Regions from separate parts of the Mus musculus genome. Here region 2 is linked to region 1. Evidence: chromatin contacts called from public HiChIP or PLAC-seq data. All regions are on one chromosome and are shown on one strand. Each heading gives the region's core, a stretch centred on a gene start, on an enhancer-like site or on the middle of the called end of the contact. The rest is flanking DNA. Distances are from core to core; before and after follow the strand shown. Region 1 holds the start of Trmt44 (tRNA methyltransferase 44). Region 2 holds the start of Tada2b (transcriptional adaptor 2B).

Evidence for each region. HiChIP or PLAC-seq counts read pairs in DNA pulled down with a chosen protein or histone mark.
Region 2: an H3K4me3 HiChIP or PLAC-seq map of bone marrow-derived macrophages shows a contact between it and region 1, with 3 times the contacts expected there. The contact joins the promoter of Tada2b here to the promoter of Trmt44 in region 1. A contact is called at or near these places in 5 of 39 promoter capture datasets (liver, neutrophils, second pharyngeal arch cranial neural crest and 1 more), 2 of 484 Hi-C or Micro-C datasets (CD8 T cells and regulatory T cells), 1 of 115 datasets of contacts at active chromatin or transcription factors (bone marrow-derived macrophages) and 2 of 9 other capture datasets (adipose tissue and liver).

Annotation. Positions count from the first base shown.
Region 1 is chr5:35,571,710-35,578,832 of GRCm38.p6, reverse strand. Trmt44 (tRNA methyltransferase 44) reads left to right here and starts at 3,763. Exons shown (of 11, transcript NM_030208.3): 1 at 3,763-4,274; 2 at 4,639-4,753; 3 at 5,911-6,130. The coding sequence starts at 3,788.
Region 2 is chr5:36,480,975-36,488,097 of GRCm38.p6, reverse strand. Tada2b (transcriptional adaptor 2B) reads left to right here and starts at 3,813. Exons shown (of 2, transcript NM_001170454.1): 1 at 3,813-4,310. The coding sequence starts at 4,041. Ccdc96 (coiled-coil domain containing 96) reads right to left here and starts at 3,510. Exons shown (of 1, transcript NM_025725.3): 1 at 1-3,510. The coding sequence starts at 3,446. The coding sequence ends at 1,692.

The DNA.
Region 1 (7,123 bases), core at 2,514-5,013:
CCTTAATGCTGCAAGTTAATGGTGTCCCTTCATGAAGGAGGGGACTGGAAACAAACAAAATTGGGTATAAGAAGACACACACAACAGTGGGAGAAGTGTCTGGGGGTGGTTATTTAGTTGGTGCATGGAGCCCTGCCTGGGGAGGCACATTTTAACTAACTCCAAATGGGCGAGAAGAGCTGGAAATGTGTAACCCAGGAGGAAAGCCCTAAGGCTGGAGTTGCCCTTTGGTTTGGAGAACCAAAGACCATGTGGCAGGATTCAGTGGGTGGAGGAAGAAGGCCAGGGGTTAGGGTTGAAAAGGGAGATGGACTGTGTGTGGTGCTGGGGGTGAGAGCCGTGGGCAGAGTAACAGACACCCACTTCAGTGGGATAGTTTCCCATAATACATCTGCATCATCTGCCAGGACATCAGCCATAGCAATAGATGGCTTCTCCTCTTCCCCAGGCAGTGGCTTCTGGATTCCCCAACTTTGCTCCAAGCCTAAGCCTACAAGTTTCTTGGGTCTCTTTCATACCCTCACGACACATTTCAGTGAAATAGGAACTAAAAGATGGTGTGGTAAGACACGTAATCCCAGCACTTAGGAGGAAGCAACTGGGGGATCACTACCTCCACATATGTAGAAATGCACTGGGAGGAGTGAAGGTATTTTCATTCAAATATGTGTGCTTTTGTGTGTGTGTGTGTGTGTGTGTGTGTGTGTGCGTGTGTGTGTCTGTGTGTGCATGTGTGAGTATGTGTGTGTATGTGGGCAAATGTGTGTATGTGTATGAACATGGACATGGACAGAAGGGGACATCCAATCCCTTGGAGCCAATGACTAGTGTTTTGAAGCTGCTAGCTATTGATGTTGGACTCTGAGCCCCAGTCTACATGATTGAGTTTCAAATGTTCTTTTCTTTTGTGGGGGGTTTTTGTTTGTCTTTTCGAGACAGAGTTGTTCTGAGTGGTCCTAGCTGTCCTGGAACTCACTCTATAAACCAGGCTGGCCTCAAACTTGGAGATCTGCCTGCCTCTGCTCCACCAAGGCCAAGATTAAAGGCATGCACCATCAGCATCCAACAGAGCAGCATGTGTCCTTAACAGCTAAGCCATTTCATCACCTCCTCCCAGGAGTGAAGATATTCAAAAGAGACATTGTGCCCTCTAATTTGTCTTATCAGATAATAGAAAAGATGGTGCAACTTTTGAGAAAAGGCACAAATCAACTCTCTTTAAATCACGTCACTGAGCTCTTGCCATACCTTTGAGGTCAGAGGTGCCACAGTGAATCACTAGCTTCCCTGTCTCTTCACCACCCCCACCCCCACCACACATGAACTTTGCTTTCCAGACTCCGTGGATACTGACTTGTTGGTTAGCCTCCTCTGTCAGCTAGCAGCTTCTCAGAGACAGGGTCTGTTTAGCCCTGTACCTGAGTCCCCACAAACATGTACAGCTAACATTGATCTCTACCTGCTGTAGCACCACTAACACCTTCCAATAGATTAGCATTGCCATTCAGCAGGCAGAAGTCCTTTGCTCTAACTGGTTAGAGGCAAGAGGAAGCTCTTCAAGAACTGTCTGCTTTGTGGTGGCTTTTGTATCCCTTAGCTTAGGCTACCCTTGAGTTCATGGCAGCACACAGCATTAACAGCAGCCATTTGCACCCTCTAGTGTCATTATCTGTGTAAGCTTAAGGTTATGGGACCCTTAGTCCTACAGTGACAAGTGTTACAGCTCTTCTATAGGGTTAGAGTGTCAGAACCCCACAGCCTCACACTGCACCAGTGTTAACAGTTCCTGCATGTGGTGTGTCTGAGCCCCTTGACTCCCAAGTCCTGACAGCTCTGTGGAACTCTTCAAGCTCTTTACAGCCTTCTCTCCGTCAGCCTTAATTCCTTACTCTCACTCTTTAGCCCCACTGTATGATTTCTGCTCTGGCTGCCTCTCTTGCTATGACCACAGCCGCGGCTATTGTTTGCTACTGCTCCATTTTGCTGTCCTCACTGGTGTTGCAGCTGCTGCCGTCACTCTCTGTTACCACTCACCGCCAGCTCCCACCACCCCCTCTATTACTTCCAAACTTCCCTCGGCCACCCGTGCAGTCCCCGTTACTTGAGCAAAGCAGCCATAGTTGTTGTTTAGCTGCTGTAAAGTGCCCCTGGTTCCCTAAGGGACATAATGAAACCCAGGAGCAGCAACAAAGTGAAACTTTGGCCTACATGGGTGTTGCCAAGAGGTTGGGAGATGAGGTCAAAGATGCGTGTTTGGCTCTTTGGACCATTAGAGCAGAGGCATGTGGTTGTTGTGCTGATATAAAAACACAGCTTTGACCTTAAAGGGAGTGAGGGATAGCTTAGTCTGGAGACAAATATGAGTGACTATGGTTTAAAAACTATGTTCATACGTGGTGACAGTTTTTTTAATAGTAACAAAATCCATAAAGTAAGTATTTTTAAAATACAAGGATGGGTACCAACAGGTAGGTGGGTTAGAACAATGAGGGGAAATTGCTGGAGACATTTTTAGCCTTCATGTTGGTGGAAGCTAATAGTTTGTACATTCCAAAGGATTTAACAAATACTTTGTTTCGGACCTCAGGTAACAAAGTAAGAAATGAAAGACCCACAACGTGAGGACTCCCCCACGTTCTGACTCAGGAGAGGCGACACCCCAAAATCACCCACAAGAAACGGGCCTGTTGCAAAATGCAAGAGGATTTTTATTCAAGAGCGCTCTCGGGCCCACGGTCATACACCACGAAGGGGTAGAGGACCGTGGCGCCCCGAGTAGCTGAGTAAGGGGGTATTTAAAGGAAGAAACCACAACTCAAGGAGGTGGGAAGGGCATTGTTGGAAAATAACAAAAATACCAGTTAAGAGTCACAAGGAAGTGCAAAGTTACAAGAGTCACGAGGAATACCTGGTAATTGTGAGGGTTATTTTTCAAAACAGTTTCTAAGAGCCCCTAACAAAAGCACATTTGTATATGGCAATGGTCAGGGTGACTTTCTTTGAATGAGCACTCTTTGAACCCAGGAAGCGGGTGGGTAGAGGAATGTCGCTATCTGTTTTATGATTAGCATACCTTTACAAAGGCCACATTCCCAAGCCTGGGCCTAAAGGCCTAGAATTCTGTTTTTACTTTGTTATACTTTCAGAACGTCTGTGTTATAGGTTTCTTATGTTTTCTGATGCCAGCTTTATCTTTTGGGTTGGTAGGAGGTTACTTTCTGGCAAGTTAATGTATTCCAGTCAAAGAATTTGGAGTCAGACACAGGTGGGCAATGCATGGCTATAAAGGAGCTAAATAATCGCCCAAGGTAATGCTAGCTTTGGGTCCGCATTCCAATTCTTTACAATCATGAAGTTGTAGTTAGCCAACCAGCTTTGTAGAATCCTTCATATAAGTGTGGCTTTCTGCTGAGTGTATCAGTTACGTCTTGTTTGCTCAAGTAACTTCCTCTCCTCTCAGTATTATTAGCTTTGTCGTGAGAGGTGGAACCTCTGGGGGCAAAATTTCATTTAGGGGGCACGAATCGGATGTACCGCTTGGGAGCTCTTATTTCCAAGCAAGAAAGCAAGCAGAGAAGGGGTTGTACATTCAGTCGTTGAGGACCCCAGGAGGCTGTATCCACTGCGGCCCACACTCTGCTCCTCCCGCGTCCCAGGCTCCGCCAGCGGCTCCGAAGCTACCGCCCAGCAAAAAGGACAAAGGGATGGCCTTCCGGGTCCAGGCTCTAACTCCCGTGAGTCAATGCGCTTCCGGGTCGCGTCATCCCAACGCGCCGAGCGCGCAGCCATGGAGGAGCTGGGTAGAGTGCGGCTAAGCGATCCTGATGCCCTGCTACCTGCAGGCTTCTGGGCCGCCGTGACCGTGTGGCTGGAGAGGCCACAGGTGGCCAACAAGAGGCTGTGCGGCGCCCGCATGGAAGCCCGCGGGAGAACTTTGCGGTCCCACGCCCAGGCGGAGTGTGGACCGCGGCAGGGACAGGGACACGGGCTGGAGAGGGAACCCGGACAGGCTTCTCCTAAAGGAGAGCCAGAGTCGGGACCTAGGGCGAGCCGCGAAGGCACCGCTCCCGCGGCTGACCTGAACTCGCTATGGGACCGAGTCTCCCAAAGCCTCGTCCACGCCAATCCGGAAATGCTGGCCTTCCTCTGTGGCCCCTCGTTGGGTCCTCAGCCTGAAGCCGCGCAGGAGCTCGACCTGATTCTCAGGACTGTCATCCCGAAAGCGAGCCCGCACTCCCCACTCACAGAGCCGAAGAAAGAACTGGTAGTGCAAGGTAGGAGAGTAGTGGGAAGAGCGCAAACAGACTGAAAAGCGTTCGCTTTTTGAGACAGGGCCTTATATGGCCTGGAATTCGCTATGTAGAACAGGCTGGCCTCGAACTCACAGAGATACACCCGCCTCAGCCTTCCAAGTACTGGGATTAAAGGAGCGCCACACCACCCACCACCCAGCTCTGGCCTTGTATTGTCTAAGTGCTAGCTATAATGGTGTGTCCAAAGTGTAGAGCCCTCTCCCCAGTGCTGGACAGCCACTAAGGACTGGAAAGCATTACTCTCCTGTCCATCGCTGCTCAGTTCTACTTCCAAGGGATCCGTTTAGAGCAGTTATGACCTGATAGCCTTGTCTTTCCCCCTCAGATGTCTCCAGTGGGAGTGTCACCTTTTTGCCCTTGGAAGAAGATAATGAGGGGAATTTGGAGGTTAAAACGAGCAACGTGTATCAACTCCATCTCCATCACAACGAAGGAGAATGGTAAGAGCTGGACGCTGCTGTTGCACCACTATGTGATGCCCATCCCGGATGTCCTATCAGCAGTCAACTGGAAGATTCTGGGGTACAGAAGAGCCAAGGTCTTGTGTTGGTTGGCTGATCTCAGATGTATACTATAGTCACCACTCTGCTGGTTCCTGGCGCTGGTACTGGATTGGGGATCACAATGTAGCCAGAGTCCTTGATCTCTATATTCCATATGCCGGTAGGGGTGTACAGCAACTAGCTGGGGTACTCTGTTAGTCAGCTTTCTGTTGCATAATACCCAAGGGAGTCAACTTAAGGATGCTTGAGGGCCAGTGAGATGACTGTGCATAAAGGTGCTCGTTTCAAATCTTACAAGCTGAGTTTGATCCCTAGAGCCCACATGTTCTGTGAGCTGTCCTCTGTCTTTTAAACACACACACACACACACACACACACACACAGATATAGATGTATGTGTATAATTTTAAACGGGTATCATATTTTAGTTTGTGATCATTCCCTCTTTGGTTTTGGGGCCTGTAGTGAGGAACTAGGAGCATAAGGGACCATGGACAAAATCTGCCCTTAAAAGCCCACCGCCAACACAACTCCCTGCTTACTCCAACAAAACCTCACTCACCCTCTAAGTCCCCACCACCGCCAATGTCCCTTAAGCTGAGTGTATCTACGAGTTAGCCTGTTGATGAGGTTGGTCCTGTCATGGTCCAGTCACCTCCCCAAGGTTCCACTTTTAAACTCAGCTGAATTGGGGACTGAGCCTTCAACATAGGAGCCTTTAGGGGACTTTTTATCTAGACCAAATTCACATGAGCTCTATCCGATTATCATACTGCTATTTGTGTATCTTGGTCCAGAGTAGGGGGTGGAATATCCTGTCATAGTTTAGAGTCCCTCTTATAAAGTACAGGTTTGTCATTCAGTGGTAGAACACCTGCCCATTTTGTGCCTTAGCGAGGTCTTGGGTTTGATACCTGCAACAACAACACGCACACACACACACACATGCACATGCACACACACACACACACACATACACATACACACATTGAAAGAATGCTGTAGTTGCTCCTCCCTTCTGGGAAAATGAACATGTCACTTAGGACTAAGGATTGAAGCTAGCATTCTCATTGGTATTTCTCTTATTTTTGAAGGTTCATATCTGTTTTAATTTTCTGTCCAGAGAGATGGCATTCAGATGGTGTTGTCTATCCTAAGCCTGCCTGGCTCGGAGAAGAACTGCTGTCCAAGCTGGCCAGGTGGGCGGTGGAGAACAGGAAGAGCGAGTTTAAAAGCACACTTTCCCTGGTGTCTATCCTGCGCTATAGCAGGATGTACCAGGAGCTCAAAGAGAAATACAGAGACATGGTAAAGGTAATGCTAGCGGCGTGTCCGTGGTCCCCTCATTTAACAAGTGATTAACCAATGCCTACCAGGGAGACCCTGTTGCCTGTGGGTACCACAATGAAATCCAACTTTGGGTACAGATAGTGTAAACCAAGCACATGTTTGAGTACAATTTTAAAACCAGAAGTAAACTTTTTCACATTTTTCAAGAACTCAAAAGGGGAATTTTAATCTAAAAAAAAAAAATCAATAAACATGTGTTAGTTACCATATTATAAGGTTTACATTGTGTTTAAATTTCATTTTGTTTTTTTGAGAGAAGGTCTCTATGTAGCCCATGTTAGCCTGAAACTTACGGTCCTTCTGCCTTGTCCTCCAAGTGCTAGGAATGTGCCACCCTGTGGATCTGGCCAGTTTAAAAGAAATTATTTTAATTTTTTTATTTATGTGTGTGTCTGTGTGTGGGGATGTGTTCGTGTGTATGCAGTTGCCCATAGAGACTTAACTGGGTGTCAGATTCTCCTGAGGCTGGACTTACAGGCAGTGGTGGAAGCTGCCTGACCTCCGTGCTGAGAACAAACTCAGGTTCTTTGCAAGAGCAGTAAGTCCTCAAGCACTGGGCTGTCTCTTCAGCCCTGGCCTCATTAACTTAAAGCTATTTCTCAGATAGTTAAAAAAGCTCTGTTCTTCATGATAACACAAACTTGGAGTTAGTCCTTGCATTATAAGGCAAAGTAGCCAAAGCCGCAGGCTTGGCGCCTCAGTGATTCATTATAAAGATATGGTTCAGATCTGTACAACAGCTGGGCTCCCTTCCCCTGAAGACCCTGGCCCTGGGAAGGTCTTCTGTCCCCCTGGAACTCTACCTTTAAGGAAGTACTCCTGGTTTTCAGCTGTTCCCAGGGCGTGGTTTATGCATTGCGTAATTCACTGTATCTCTCCCGTGACTCTCAAGGTGTCTTAACTGTCCTGCCTATCATCAGCAGAGCCTGGCCCTGAGCCAGTCTGTGGGCATCTGTA
Region 2 (7,123 bases), core at 2,564-5,063, 910 kb before region 1:
GGTCACTACACAACTCTGAGGTGCTTTCCTCTCATGGAATCTATGTCACTTACACTCTGGAACCTTCTGAAGTTGAATACATGAGCTGGGTTGGAAGGCATTGACTGATACTTTATGGACAAGTAGCTCATACCATTGGCAAACCCTAAGCTATAGCTGCAGATGAACGTACACAAAACCTACTTCTACTTACATAAGTTTAAGAATCTTAATTGTAGCAAGTCACCAAAATAAAGTCCCCGTCCCCAGAGACCTTGGGCTGTCTCTGAGTAGGTGGCTGAGTTATAGACCCTCCTTTGATACTATTTTTTCCAGGTCCTGAACTACTTAATCTCATGATCAAGAATCCATCGAGATCTAATTAGAACAAAATAGGGAGGCAACCAAGTGAAGAGTGTTTTGTGATTGACTACAATGCCTCCAGCATGAGGGGCTGTGATCAAGAACCCACTGGGGACTTACCATATAATAGTTACTTAGGATACATTTGCAGTTTAAGGCATGCTAACCTTGGTGCCCTACATGATCCATTGCCCACCATGTTCAATGTTCAGGATGAAGCATTCAGTTACATAGCTGATGGGTAGGAATCAGCAGAATGAATCAAAACTCTGTAGGATACCATCACAATGAAGACACCTCTGGCACCACTGACAGTTTCACTCGGGAGCCTCCCCAGCTACATAACCCTGTGAGTCCCTCGGCTCTTGGAGGCACAAAGACAACTGCTTTGGCCTTGAAGGATAGGGTAGAGGGACAAAACAAAACTAGCAACTAAGTGAGGGGGATGGACGACGTCAGCTTTTTGAACTGTCCTCACTAATGCATTTGTATGGTGCGATATAAAAATGTTTTCAAGCCATGAAAGTGAAAAGAGACTTTTAACTGTCATTGACTTTCAAGTCAATATATTTCAGCAAACAAAGTACGGCATGTCATCTGAAGGAAGCAGAGTTATGCAGTGCCAACAGTCAGATTGCTGATGCAGCTTTTGACTCAGAGTAAGAGTGCTTGTTTTAAAGCATGAGGATCTGAATTCAAACCCCTGGCATCCACATAAAACAGCCAGACGTGGCCTTGCATGCCTGAAACCTGGTGTTGGGGAACAGAGACAAGCAGATCCCAGGATCATCATGCTAGCTGGACTAGCCCAAACGGCAAAGTTCCAATTGAGTAAGAGACCCTGTCTGAAAAAAATCAAGGTGGCATACAGGAGATGCCCCATATGTTCCTCAGGCCTTCATATGACCACACACACCTGCACACTGAGAGATGGGAATTTATGAGCTAATCAGGTCAGTGATTCAATACTCTTAAGTTTAATTAGTACAAAGATGACTTGAGTCATCAGATCAGTGCATAGAGATTTTCTGTACCTTGCCCACTCATTTAAGCCATCCTTAGACATAGGCAAGAGACAGTTCTAACACTCCTTTAGACTGGGGCTACTTGGCTATAAAGGCTTTTCACTAGAAGTCAGTTTAATCACCGCACTCTCTAGATATATTTTTCTTAAGCTCATGTAGAGCTACTGCTAGCTGGAAGTGTTCAGCAGGAATTTGAAAGCTGGAAAACAGCCAAAAAATAAAGTTGCACCCCCAAGTTCCACAGAATGGACAATCAGAGGCAGAAGAGAGTAAGAGAGTTTCTGGGGTTGCAGAAGTTTTTGCCAACTGTCCTGTCAAGGGCTGTCAAGAGGGGAGGAAAGTTTTGGCTTCCCTGATCTTTTGCTTCACCCCTTTGCAGGACAAGGCGAGCCCGGCATGATGGCGCTTCAGGGATTCCAGGCGCCTGTTGAGCATTTCTGTCTTCTCCACCTTTTCTTCCAAGTCTCGGAGGAGTGATTCCTTACCCAGAAGCCCACATTTCTGACTCAGCTTGACGTTGTCGATTCGCAGGCTGTCGCGGGCTTGTTTTGTCTTCGTCAACAGGTCTCTTCCTAGGGCCACCTGGGCATCCACTTCCGAAAGTTGTGCCTTTTTGCATGAGTTCTCCGTATCTATGAAAGACAGCTTTTCCTTCACGTGCGTTATAATCTGCACGTTGCTGGTCACCTTAGTGCGCAGTTTTAAAAGTTCCTCGTTTCGTTCCTCTACTTTCTCGTTGAAGGTCTGGTTCTCAATTTTGAGCTGTTCAAAGTCGATGAGGAGCAGCCCCTCAGCCAAGTCCTCCTGGGCCTTCATCCTGGTTTCAAAGTGTACCAGGCTCTGCTTCAGCTGCACGTTCTCGAGACGCACGGCGCTCATCTCCTTCTCCTTCTTATCCTCCAGGGCCTGAAGCTGTTCCACCTCTCTCAGGGCAGCCTGGCGCCCACCACGCGTGCGGCAACTGCCCATGACCTGCATCACCACCTGCTTCTTGAGGGCCTGGAAGCGCCGCCACTCTTTCTCCACCCTGGTCTGCTTCTCTTGGCACTGCTGCTTCAGCTCCCGTACCTCCTGACGGTACCACTCTAAGTCGTCTGCCTCTTGTTTCTTCAGTTCCTCCAGCATGGCCAGATAGCGCAAGTATGCTTGCTCTTTCTCGGGAGATTCGGGTTCAGCGCTCTTGTCCCCAGGTTCCGCCGCTGCTTCCAGCCCCTTCTTGCGTAGGGTCTCGTGAATCTTCTGCTGTAGGTACATGTTGTAGCGCTGATAACGGTTCCGCTCCACTAGCAGGGAGTGGTACTGTTCCACCAGCTCGCCGCGCAGTTGCTGCTCTTGCAGCTTCTGCATGTCCGCTGTCCACTCAAACTCTTCAGTGGACGCCCCTTTTTGTTTCTCCTCTTCCTTGGCCTCTCCAGGGTGAAGTTGCTCTTCTGTGCTTTTGTGTCGTTCTCGATCTGTCCCCTCGATCTCTTCACTGTCTCTCTTCTTCAGTGACTCCCTTGCTTTCTCTTTCGCAGCTTGTGGGCCTGGGGCAGCCCCCTCCTCAACAATTGTGGTCAGCGGTAGAGATGGCCGGAACCGTGACTCCTTCCTCTTCTCCCTCTTCCCCTTGCCCTTCGGCTTCTCTGGCCTGTCCCGTTCCTCTCCCTCATCCTCATCCTCATCCTCATCCTCGTCCTCGTCCTCGTCCTCATCCTCGTCCTCATCCTCGTCTTCGTCTTTGTCCTCTGGTTCCTTGGACTCCGGCTTGGTCTTGGGCTGGGTCTGTGGCAGACTCTCTGGCTCTCGGGACACGGCCTCGCCCGCGGTCTCAGCGGCCCCCGGACTTTCCGGGACCTCAACATGCGCGTAATCGATCCCCTCCGAATCCTTCGCTTTTGAGCTGTCCGACACCGGCTGGGTCTCGCTCTCAGGCTCCCGCCCTTGCGTCGGCTCCGGCTCTGGCTTCGGCTCTGGCTCCTGCTCTACAGGGTTGGCCGGAGTCAGAGGTTCGGAGCTAACCTTGATCTCGAGCGACTGCCTGGCCAGGCCTTCCTCGGCTCGGTCTTTGCCCTCGATGTCCCCGTAGTGGCTGTCCATTTTCGACCCGCCGGCCCCGCTCTGAGGCCGGCTGATGCCTGCTGTTAGGTTTCCCGGGGCAACCAGGGCGCGCGGTGGGCCCCGCGATTGGTCACCCGCCTTCCATTTCTCTCCACCTCCCGGCAATATTAGGCCAATGAAGATCTGCGAACAGGTGAAGGGAGGCGCTAATTGGACGCTGGTTCCCGAGAGGCGTGGCCCGCACGGCCTACTTCCGGTCCGCGCCCCGCCGGCTGACAGGCTTAGGGCGGGGCCTCGCGGCTCCTCCAGTCCATGAGGCCGCGGGAGGCGCCGGCGCGCAGGCGCAGAGCAAAGACTCGGCTGTCCGCGAGAGGGCGCGCGGGGGGCGCCTGCGCGATGCGGCGGGGAGACAGCGGCTGCGGCGGCGGCGGCCGGGCCGGGCCGGAGGGCGCCTGCGTGCTGAGGCGGGACGCGGCCCGCCTGGCCGGCTCCGGCGGCGCCTGGGCGGGGGCGGCCGTGGCAGCGGCCGGCAGCGGCACGGGCGCGGCGGGCGCAGCGAGCCCGGCAGGCGGCGGGGCGCTGACGGCCGGGGGCGCGGCGGCTGCGGGCCGGGCGGCGGGCGAGCGGGGGAAGATGGCGGAGCTGGGTAAGAAGTACTGCGTGTACTGCTTGGCCGAGGTGAGCCCGCTGCGCTTCCGCTGCACAGAGTGCCAGGACATCGAGCTGTGCCCCGAGTGCTTCTCGGCCGGCGCGGAGATCGGCCACCACCGCCGCTACCACGGCTACCAGCTGGTAGACGGCGGACGATTCACACTCTGGGGTCCTGAGGCGGAGGGCGGCTGGACCAGCCGCGAGGAGCAGCTGCTGCTGGACGCCATCGAGCAGTTCGGCTTCGGCAACTGGGTGAGCGGCGGGCTACGGCTAGAAGGGAGGGCATGGCTGGCTGGCTCGGTGTACGTTGCGGAGGGCCGCAGGTGGTCGGATGGTTGTGTCCGGAACGTGTTGGTCACCAGCGGTCACACAGCTGGTAGAGCAGGGCCTTGACCCATTGCCCCGACACGGAGCTGTCTGCCCTTCACACTCGTCCTCAAGAGGTGTGCATTGAACGCGGGTAGAGGGTAGGCCCTGTGCGTTGCCAGGCTTATCCTTGAGTCAGATGGCAGCAAGCTAGATCCCACTGTCCTTTGCTGAGTTCCCCTAGTACGGTTGTGTTCTCCTGGGCATAGTGGTGGGGAAGGCCAGAAGCCTGGGGCTGCCCGTCCCGCCTGCACTTAGTCTGCATTCAGGGCTTCGTGTGCTTTCTGTGGGTGTCAGCATGTGCCCTGTGCTAAGGTTCTCAATGAGTAGCAGTATCTTGTTTAAGTCTTAGTCTCCACAGCACCCAGGACATGGTGTGATGGGTGGACAGTAAAGAATGAACAAAGGCGTGTTCCTGAAGAGGCATGGATCCTGGGGTCTGCTTTCTAGCTGTCAGGTTTCTGTAGAGGTAGCTCACTGGTAGTAAGAGCCTTCATGTGTGCCAGCCAGATAGTGTGCTGGGCTCCTGGTTGTTCTCTGGCTGTCTCTAAGGAGCTCTCCTTTCTATTCCTCACCTATGTTAGGGATGAGATCTGGCTGCATTGTCACCATTGCCTCCAAGAATATGTCACATCTTCAAGCTTTCAGAGAAGCAGGGAGCTCGGCATGACCCTCTCCTGTCCAGACTCTTCCCTGGTATGTTAGGGCCCTCTGACCCTAGCTTCCCCGAGCTTCCCCTACTCCAACCCTACTGCCCTCCTGTTTCAGATCGTCGTAGAATGAGTGACCTTCTGGACCCACTTCCCCACTTAGGAAGGAGTCTACTCCACAGATGTCTTACCAGTGAGCAACACTGGCTCCTGCTCTCTAAAAACAATGGGTTACTTTGTCTCTAAGTGGTGTTTATTGGTGTGTATTGCGCATATGCTTTGTACAGATCAGGCAACATGAAGGACCTTGAAGAAGAGCCTCAGTGCTGAAAGTGTGGCATTCATATGCTCTGTTTCTGGAGCTTGTCGCATACCTGGTGATCCCTCTCTACCTGATTGCCTGTGAAGACTCACTTGTCCTCAGTTATACACAGAGCCAACCTAAAGCCATCAACCACATCCAATTGGTCAGTGGTCATGTATTGAAAAGATGTGCATAATGTAGCTACTGACCTACTCTTCTGGCCTGACCCATGATGGTGCTTACCTCTCGTGATCACTTCTCATGGTTTTACCGTTCTCTTCCTTCTGTTCTGTAACCCTTCTCACACATGAACATAGGGCATTTGGAGCATAAGCCGCATCTTGTTGGCCCTCAGCAACTTCAGTTCTGCTTCTTAGATTACACTCCAGTGCCTGCAGGGCCTGACAATGTCTATGGCTCTCTGTGAGCTCACGCGGAGTCCATTGATCATTTCCTTTCTTCTGCCTGAGGTGTTCTCACCTCAGTCAAGACTACTGACTGATCTCTGGCCTGCGTGTCACTGCTTCTGAGAGCCTTTCTTTCCTCACACCAGTCCTCTAGCACTTATTTCCAGAGGAGACACTGAAAAGAGTGAGAGTGTTAGTCTCAGCACTGCGCTTGCTTTAGCTCTTGAAATCTGGGCTGTATTTAGGGAACCCTGCAGAAGAATATAAGAGCCAGAGGTCAGGAGGACACCAGGAGAACAAGGCCCTCTAAATGAGCTGAGCAAAGCTCCGATGAACTCAGATGAACAGAGGCTGAAGCAGCAAGCACAGGGCCAGCATGGGTCTGGGCCAGCATGGGGCGGCACCACGTCCTCTATGTATATAGTTTTCTTTTCAGTTTAGTATTTTTATGGGACTTGCAAGTGTGAACGAGTGGGTCTCTGATTCTTATGCCCTTTCACTTGCTTCTGTTGGTTTGTCTTGTCCAACTTCAGTGTTTTGGCTTTGTTCTATCTTACTTTGTTAAAAAGGAAATGCAAGCCCGGTCTGTAGAGTCTGTAGTGTAGCTCAGCTAGTGTTTGTGCCCATTTGTGCAGCGCAGTCAGAAGCCCAGCACTCAGGAACTAAAACACGGAAAATGTGGATGAACAGACAGGCTGGGGAAGGCCTCTTCTGAAGCAGCTCTTTCAGGCTTGAAGGCCAGAGGAGCTTGTTCAGGGGGCAGGTTCTCATGAGGCCCAGTCTCAGCGCTGGAAGAAGTAAAGACCAAGGGGAAGAGCCTTGGGGCTTGACTGCCTGTGTGTGCATGGACTGCTGCTACCTGCTGAAGCAGCAGGAGTCTCAGGGTCAAGCAGAGAGATGCAACCACTGAGCCTTCACTCAGGAATAGGAGGCTCTGTGACCCCTTGTGTATGTGCTCTCTTAGGCCAGTTGCTTTACTCCTCTGCGCCTTTGTTTTCTCCACCAGAGGCACTATAGCTTGGATATGTGGCTCTTTTCTGAGCTTGTAGCCTACTTCACTGAAGCAGGTCTCAGTTTGAATCTGTGTAGAGCCTGTGCCAGCTCTGTTGTACCCTTTATGTATATATCATATGACTTGCACAAGTAGCACTGTGGGGGTGAATTTATGTTCTTAGTTTGCAGTTGAAAGATGGCAACTGTGAGAATATAAGCTACTTGTGAAGAATTCCATAGCTTTGCCCGTGATGGCTAGGTGTGATTATAATTTGGGTCTCTGCTACAGCACTAAGAGCATTAAGTAATGTAGTTGACACCAGAAGTTTACTGGTACAGTTGGAG